2 separate regions of the Podarcis muralis genome follow, and region 1 is linked to region 2. The links are chromatin contacts, called in public Hi-C maps. All regions are on one chromosome and are shown on one strand. Each heading gives the region's core, a stretch centred on a gene start, on an enhancer-like site or on the middle of the called end of the contact. The rest is flanking DNA. Distances are from core to core; before and after follow the strand shown.

Region 1 (4,112 bases), core at 673-3,172, 250 kb before region 2:
TTTAGGGATCCTGGGACTGATCAGAGGTTGTTGGAAACCTTCCCTGACCACCGGCCATGCTGGTTGCTGAGGAGAGCTGGAGTGCAATATCTGCACCCCAAATGGACAAAATGGGCTATAATCAAAGCAAAGGGGTCTGAAGCAAGTCAACCAAGTGAGAAGACCCCAAATGCTCCCAGTTGTCAAGCAGTGGTACCAGCAGGAGCTTTCCTGTGACCTTGAACTGTCTTTCCACTCAACCCTGCCAAGCAGATCTTACAGGCCATGTTTTGGTTCCTGCTCCTCAGAAGCATCCGGTCATGTTGAAACAGTACACAAGAGCAGCATTTATGGTCCATCAGGAAGGGAGAGCAGGAAGCAAAGCCTGGGCCACACTTCTGAAATGCGCGCGCGCACACACACACACACACACACAACCTTGTGGCTCTGTCCAACAGCAGGGAGGGGAAATTGAATCCCCAGATCATCAGAACTCAACTGTTTTGACCTGGCAATTCTCATGGCCCAGGTTTTCTGCCTGCTCCTTATTCTTCTCCATTTGGGACTGAGCTGCATTCTCTCTCACCCCCCTCTCTTCTTTCTTCCTGTTAGGCAGCCACTGTTTAGGGTAAACACTCAGCAAGGATGACTAATGGGCTTTGCAAGGCATCTTGATGCAGGGCTGCTGCCTGCAGGGAGGAAAGAGGGGGAAAGGGCTGGAATGTCATTTGAACCACACCCTACAAGCCCACAACCTCCCTGCCTCCCCACCCCCAAGGAACAGTTTGAAAGCCAGAGGTTTAACAGTAATCCCAGAGAACAGAGTGCCTCTTTACACATACAGAGTGCTTTTTTCTGTCTGGGACTGAGGGATGGATGGGGCTTGCAGGCAGGTCCAAGCCTCAGAACCTCTCCTTTTTTTAGAAGGGAATCCCAAAATGAAAATGCATGCCTGCCACCTCTTGCCAACACAGCCCCTCCATGACACCAGCATGGAATTAGAGACCCAGGCCTTTTTTACTTATTCCCAGGTGGGTACTGACAGATAGAGCATCTGCAGACCCCTCCCGAAACAAAGGATGCAGCTACACAACCTCCTCTGCAATCAGGTGAATAATAATAATAATAATAATAATAATAATAATAATAATAATAATAATTATAATTTTATTTATACCCCACCCTTCCCGGTTCAGAAGACCGGGCTCAGGGCGGCTAACAACAAATTTAAAACACTTAATTGATACACCAAAAAACAGCATAAAATACAGTATAAAACGTGAATAACAATAAATTCAGAATTCAAAAATCTATTTAGGGGGGAAATCCATCCAATAAACATTAGATGAATATTAGAATAGTGCCAGAAACTGAGATGGGTGTGTGTGTCAGGTTTCTGGCACTAAATTTCCAAGGAAAGGCAAATCCAAGGAAATCCAGAGCCTGCCCACCCCAAAGATCCAGGGAGGGGAGGGCCCAGGGGTCAGGGGTCGGTACAAATCCCTCCACTGAAGCCACACTGGGGTCCCCCTGCCCCAACACTAGCACAGCCTCCTTGCCAGCCCCTGGGAGCGAAAGAGAGGAGAGCTCATGGCTGTTGGCATCCGGTAGGCTGTGAGTCCCTCAGTACCCAGATGGGACCCCCTTTCTGTTGACTCCCCTGGGCTGATGCTGACCCAGAGTCAGGGAGGCTTTGTGGGGCAGGGGGACACAGAGGGAGAGGGGGGATCCTGGCTCTTTCCAGGACTGGGTTCTGCAACCCCAACTCACCAGCATCGAGGCTCTTCACGGGGCTGGGGACGTGTGCTCCTCTCCAGTCTCTTCCCTCTCCTCAGTCAGGTACTGGGAAATGGGTCCAGCCTTTCTGTAGGGAGCCTGCTGTTCTTAGAGCTCTTCTCAGTTCACAGGAGGAGGAGCTCTCCCTGGGACTCCACCTGCTGCTGCTGGCTGAGCCCAGAAGACGCTCCCTCCCCCCCTTGCCTGCTCTGGCAGAGACTGACCTTGGCTGAGGGTTGGGCACCTTCTGGGCCAGCAGTCCCAGCTGGCCGGAACTGGGCTTGGCTCACCCAGCCTTCTCCTCCCCACCTTGCCTCTCCCAGCCCTGAGCTTCTCCCTGCAGCTGCAGTGGAATAGCTGAGCCTGCTTTGGGGGAGACTTGGCACTGCCAGGAAGGTGGGTGCATCTTGGGCCCCACTACCACAAGATGACTGGGCACACTCTCTCTTTCCTAAGATGAAAGACAGGGCTTCAGGACTGGTGCATTTAATTCTGACAAATGAAGCAGCATGGAGGTGCCTTCCTTTTTTCAGCCAGTTCAGCTCCAAACTAGGGTGAAGCAGATTCTGGAAAAGGTGAAGTTTAGTTGGAATGGTAGGGACGTGGGTGGCGCTGTGGGTAAAAGCCTCAGCGCCTAGGGCTTGCCGATCGAAAGGTCGGCGGTTCGAATCCCTGCGGCGGGGTGCGCTCCCGCTGCTTGGTCCCAGCGCCTGCCAACCTAGCAGTTCGAAAGCACCCCTGGGTGCAAGTAGATAAATAGGGACCGCTTACCAGCGGGAAGGTAAACGGCGTTCCGTGTGCTGCGCTGGCTCGCCAGATGCGGCTTTGTCACGCTGGCCACGTGACCCGGAAGTGTCTCCGGACAGCGCTGGCCCCTGGCCTCTTGAGTGAGATGGGCGCACAACCCCAGAGTCTGTCAAGACTGGCCCGTACAGGCAGGGGTACCTTTACCTTTTACCTTTAGTTGGAATGGTGGCAAACCCCCGGCCAATGACCAGACCTATCATCTATTAGATCACAGGGGGAAGTCAGATTCTTCTCACCCAGCTGGTGCCCTTCTGCCCCTGCCACATGTTCCCCTCCCAACTGGGTTCCCTCTAGATACCATGGGGCCCACCACCACCACCCTCCCTGACCATTGGCCATGCTGGCCACCAGCAATATTTGAAGGGCTGCTCAAATGTCTCACAGTATATTGTATCCTGGGCCACCTCTCGTTCTCAGCTACCTTCCAGCCTGAGACACCTGCAGTTAAACACCTCCAAGTCCCTCAGCTTCCCAGAGGAGACAGGCCATGGAGTCCCACCAAGTTTCCAGTAGTCAGTCTGTGGGAACTTTGCCCTTCAGGAGGGGAGGAAATCCAGCAGGCAGGAATACTTCAACAGCCTCAGTTTCCACTTCCCCAGGGGCCGACAGCACCCAGCAGTGACTGGTGGGCAGAAGGTAGGGAGACCAACAGTTGATGGAGGCAGAGCCAATGGCGGACAGAGCCAACTGGCTCTCATTTTGCCCTCATCCTCTGAGTTTTACAGGGAGGAGGAGGAGGAAGCTGGCAACCAGGACCATCCCCTGGACTAGGCCCAAGCAAGAAGGCACACAGCTGGGGGCTAACTGAGGGCAGGCTAAGGCTGGTGGGGCAGCACACGTTTGCCTTAATGGACCACTGACAGCACCTTCCTTGGCCTTCATTCTACTGGCTAGACAGATCCACCTGTCAATCAGAGGTTGACAGGTTCAGGGGCCCTTAACAGCTGACATGTTGCCAACTCCCTGTCTCCCCTCAATGTCTTTCTGAACATACAATTCACGAGGAGATCAGAAGTCTCTTTGTGAAGTAGCTGTGTCAGGACAGATAGAACTGAGCTATTTATTTATTTCATGTGACTTTGCTTTATTGCCTGTTTAAACCTTCCATAAACCTCTTAAAATCAGCTGTTGGGCCTCTTGCGCATGTTTGTTATGTTCCCCCTCGCCTGCTTTGGCTGTTCCTGCTACATTTGTGTGTCAGTGGGATTTTGACAGAGGAAAGGAAGCTCCCTTCTTCCCTCTGGTATCCTGGAATGTTTTCAAATGAAGCAGCCTAGTCTACTTTCCAAGCATCTGAAAAGGAGGTCAGTTTTGTGATGAGCTCCATATTTGAACACTGGGCAATTTGTGGAGGGCTGAGGGGGTATGACTTTGCCCAGCGCTCTTTGTCAAACCTTGAGGATCTCTACTAAAGGTTCCCTTGCTGGCTCACTTTTGCCTCGCCCACAAGTTGGGCGGGGGGGGGGGGGTAGCTTCTTGGGCTGCAGACGGCTAATTAGTGGTTAACAACCTTGTTGACAGATGTCAACACCACTGAAAAACAAAACAGC
Region 2 (3,776 bases), core at 650-3,149:
TTTTCCCCTTGGGCCTTCACATCTCCATTCTGCCAGCACAGCTGGATGGAGAGACTTGGGGCTCTCTGTAGGGTCTGCATCTTCCCCTGCCCTTCCTCTGGCTAACTTGCTCCCGTCTACCTACTAGGCCAGGGGTCGGCAACCCGCGGCTCCGGAGCCGCATGTTGCTCTTTTACACCTTTGCCACGGCTCCGGGGCGGATACTAGCGAGGGAAGGAGGCGCATTGTGCGCCCCAACACTCCCCACTGTGGCGAGCGCTGTACTGGCTGCGACGTCGCATGGGGGCGGTGCGTGTGTTAGTCACGCGTCCCGACGTCACCTTCCTGCCCGCTATCAGATCGGAGGGCAGCGGTGCGCATGCAATGGTTTTGCGGCTCCCAGGTTTTTTTTCTTCGGAAACGGGTCCAAGTGGCTCTTTTTGTCTTAAAGGTTGCAGACCCCTGTACTAGGCAGTCCTGGTGAGCTCACAGGGGCTGGCAGGGAAGTCTGCCCAGGCTTGCCGACTTGGGGAAACCTAAGAGGTGGTGCTGTTGCCCACAAAAACAACTGGTAGCCCCCTACAGATTTGGGGGTCATTTGAAACCAGCTTCAAAGAAAGGGGAGGACCACTTAGAGCAGGTATAGGCAACCTCGGCCCGCCAGATGTTTTGGGACTACAACTCCCATGATCCCCAACTAACAGGACTAGTGGTCAGGGATGATGGGAATTGTAGTCCCAAAAACATCTGGCAGGCCGAGGTTGCCTATGTCTGACTTAAGAGGCTGAAGCTTCCTCCTCCGCAAGGCAGTGCCTGAAGGATGAGTGAAGGTTTTCTTGGGTCATCTGCTCACCCTTAAGTCGTCCCCCAAGGGTTCTGGATTTGTTTTGCTACAACAGGCTCTACAAAAGCAGCTCTGTATCCACTGTCTCAACCACACAGCAGCTGCCACAACTCCTGCAGCTTTGGTGCCCTCTGGCGGCCGGCCACCCTCATGGATTCCTAAGTTCTCTCTCCAAAGCTCCCCCAGATATGCACAACTGTGAATTCGGCTCACTTTAGCCCAGAGGGGAAGCCAGAATCTGGCTGCATCAGGGTCAGGCCAGAGGGGCCCACCTAGTCCAGATGCCCCAAATCTGGAGAAGCTGAAATGCAGGATCTGAGAACAGCAGCAACACTCTTCCATCTGTAGTTCCCAGCAACTGGCATTCAGCGGCATACTGCTGCTGTTGTTATATTTATTAAATTTGTATACCTCCCTTCATCCAAAGATCCCAGAGCGCTTCACAACAGAAAAATACAAAATGAGAATACAAAACACCACCTCTGGCAGCAGAGGTAGAACATGGCTGTTGTGGGTTGTGGCTGTTGATAGCCTTCTCCATGAATTTGTCTAATCCTCTTTTAAACCATCCAATGTGGCGTAATGGGTAGCGTGTTGGACTACTGGGTGACCATCTATTAGCCTAAGCTACCTCAAAGGGTTGTTGTGAGGATGAAATGGGAAGAACCATATGCATCACCTTGAACTCCTTGGAAGATAAAGTGGTATATAAATTTAATAATTAAAAAAAGGCATGAACTTGCTTAACTATGTAAAGCACTCCTTCCTTCTGGCTTTCTTAAATCTGCCACTGGGTCCTAATCCTATGAGAGAAACTATGTGTCATGCGTTATTTTATAAACTTCCCTCACATCACCTCTTACTTTCCTTTTCTCCGCTAAAAAAGCCCAAATGCTGCCACTTTTCTTCACAAGGGAGTCGCTGCATCCCCTTGATCATTCCATTTGCCCTATTCTGACCTTTTCCAACTCCACAACATCCATTTTTAAGTGAGCGGAAACGGCACACGGCATTCCAAGCGTTGTCTTGCCATAGGTCTATTTTATTTTATTGTATTTAGGAGTATTTATACCCCGCCTACTGAATAAAGTTATGTTAAACTGTTATATTCAAATAGCCATTTAAATGGCAGTGATACAACAGTCACTAGAGTTGAACAGGGTATGCAAGTCCCTGCTCCTCTTTTTCTTTGGCGTCCCAGCCACGTCAGTCCCACGCAGAGCAGGATGTCCTCCCTGGGCGGCTGCTGCTGATGTCTCTTCTCACTGGTCTGACAGCTGCAGCAAAGATATCACCTGCCTCCCTCCCAGTTCTTGGCTGTTCCAACCATTGTGGATCTCGTGGTTTGGCGCTGTGCTGCTGGCAGGTTTATATATTCAGCCCCTTTCCTGGTGATCCCTCGCACATGGCTTACGGCATGTTGAATTTTTCCAACTTCCAGTCCCCATCTCTTTCGCTTCGGAGGGGCTTCTCGGCAGCGCTTGGGCGCCGGGCGGGCTTCCCATCGTGGGGGGCCAAGAAAGGAGCCTCGTCGCGGCCGCGAGGGAGCGCCGGCCTCTCTCCGGCTCAGCCGAGGCGGGTCCCGGGGGGCGGCTTCTCCTCCTGCCGCGGCGGCGGCGGCGGCGTGTCCTGGGCAGGGCCTCCCGCGCGTGGGCCGCCTTGGAAGATGGGCTGGTAGACGTAGATGCCTCCCGCCACGCCGAGCCCGGTGGCCAGGAGCAGCTGCCCGAAGGACAAGCCCCGCCGGCCCAGCATGGCCTCCGCGACGCCTATCTCGCTCTCCGCGGCTCAACTCTCCCTCAGGCAGCCGCTCAACCGGTGCGGCTCCAGGCGCCGGAAGTCGCGCGACGGTCTCGCCCCGCCCCTTCTCGCGAGACGAGCTGCCGGGAGCCGAGACGCGCATGGGCAAAGGAGGAAGCGGGATCGGCTTTTGGGCGCGCATGCGCTCCGACGGGGGAGGCTGCCCCCGCCCCCAGGAAGGCGGAAGTGGCCGTCCTGGAGCCGCGCCGGCGTCGCCATGGAAGCCGCGCAGGGGGTCGGCGGCGGGAGGCGGACCCCGCCGGTGCGGCTGCGGAAGCGGAAGTCGACGCTGTACAGGCCCGCCCCCTCCGGGACCCTCGCGGGGCGGGGGGCGGGTGAGGAGAGGCCGCGGTCCACCTCGCGGGGCTGTTGTGAGGCAGAAGTAGCCGCGGCCTAAGGAAGCCAAGGCGCTAGTCAGGAGGGCTGCATCCTGCGGGCAGGAGGGGGCCTTGCCAAGGTGGTTGTTCCTTTCCCGCAGGGGCCGAGCGACGCTTGAGGCGCCCCGTCCCAGGAGCAAGGAAGCCGGCGGCGTGCACGTCCAGGGAGGCTCCCTCCAGCTGCCTTGACCAGCACCTGCAGGGCCAGAGGGAGAGGCCGCGTCATGCACGAAGCACATTTCCATCCTCCCCCCACCCCTTGTGGGACTCTTGGGCCCCTGGGATGTTTGTCCCTCAAAAGGCAGTGACGAGGCCCCATCCCTTGGGAAGGTCTCCTGCACAAACTCCCCGTGGGAGGCACGCAAGGCTGCAGTGGTGCCTATTCAGATCCGTGGCCCTTGTGCAAGAGAACTTCCTGCTGGGTTACAGGATGCTTGAATGGGGGCAGGGAGGACCTTTGCACTTACCGCCTCTGCCTCCTACAGCACCAAGATGCCTTGGAGATGACAGCGCTGTTGCTGCCACATGGCACCTGACAGGCAGCAGCTGGCAGCTTTGGTGCTTCCCTTTTGTAGGTCTGTGGCCAGAGCGAAGCCCTGGTGGCTGGCCAGAGGAAGGCCAGTAGTGCAGAGCAAGGGCAGCTGTGGCATCTTGCTGTGTATAGTCATAGCTGTCTCTCAGCCACTTCCATTCTCCTTTGAGACCATTAAAGGGGTGGCTGCTGAAAAAACCTGTTCAAGTCTGGAGACTTTGTCCTTGTCCCCCCTTTGAGGCCA

What was found. Hi-C and Micro-C count contacts between places; a contact is called where the count stands out from the background.
Region 1: a contact with region 2 is called in a Hi-C map of tail, with 3 times the contacts expected there. The contact joins the promoter of WDR72 here to the promoter of PIGB in region 2. A contact is called at or near these places in 2 of 3 Hi-C or Micro-C datasets (blood and tail).

The regions. Positions count from the first base shown.
Region 1 is chr14:6,729,287-6,733,398 of rPodMur119.hap1.1, reverse strand. It overlaps WDR72 (WD repeat domain 72), which reads right to left and starts at 1,922. Exons shown (of 20, transcript XM_077918700.1): 1 at 1,750-1,922.
Region 2 is chr14:6,482,366-6,486,141 of rPodMur119.hap1.1, reverse strand. It overlaps PIGB (phosphatidylinositol glycan anchor biosynthesis class B), which reads left to right and starts at 1,899. Exons shown (of 12, transcript XM_077918985.1): 1 at 1,899-2,958. The coding sequence starts at 2,508. LOC144325507 (a long non-coding RNA gene) reads right to left here and starts at 1,644. Exons shown (of 2, transcript XR_013390666.1): 1 at 1-1,644.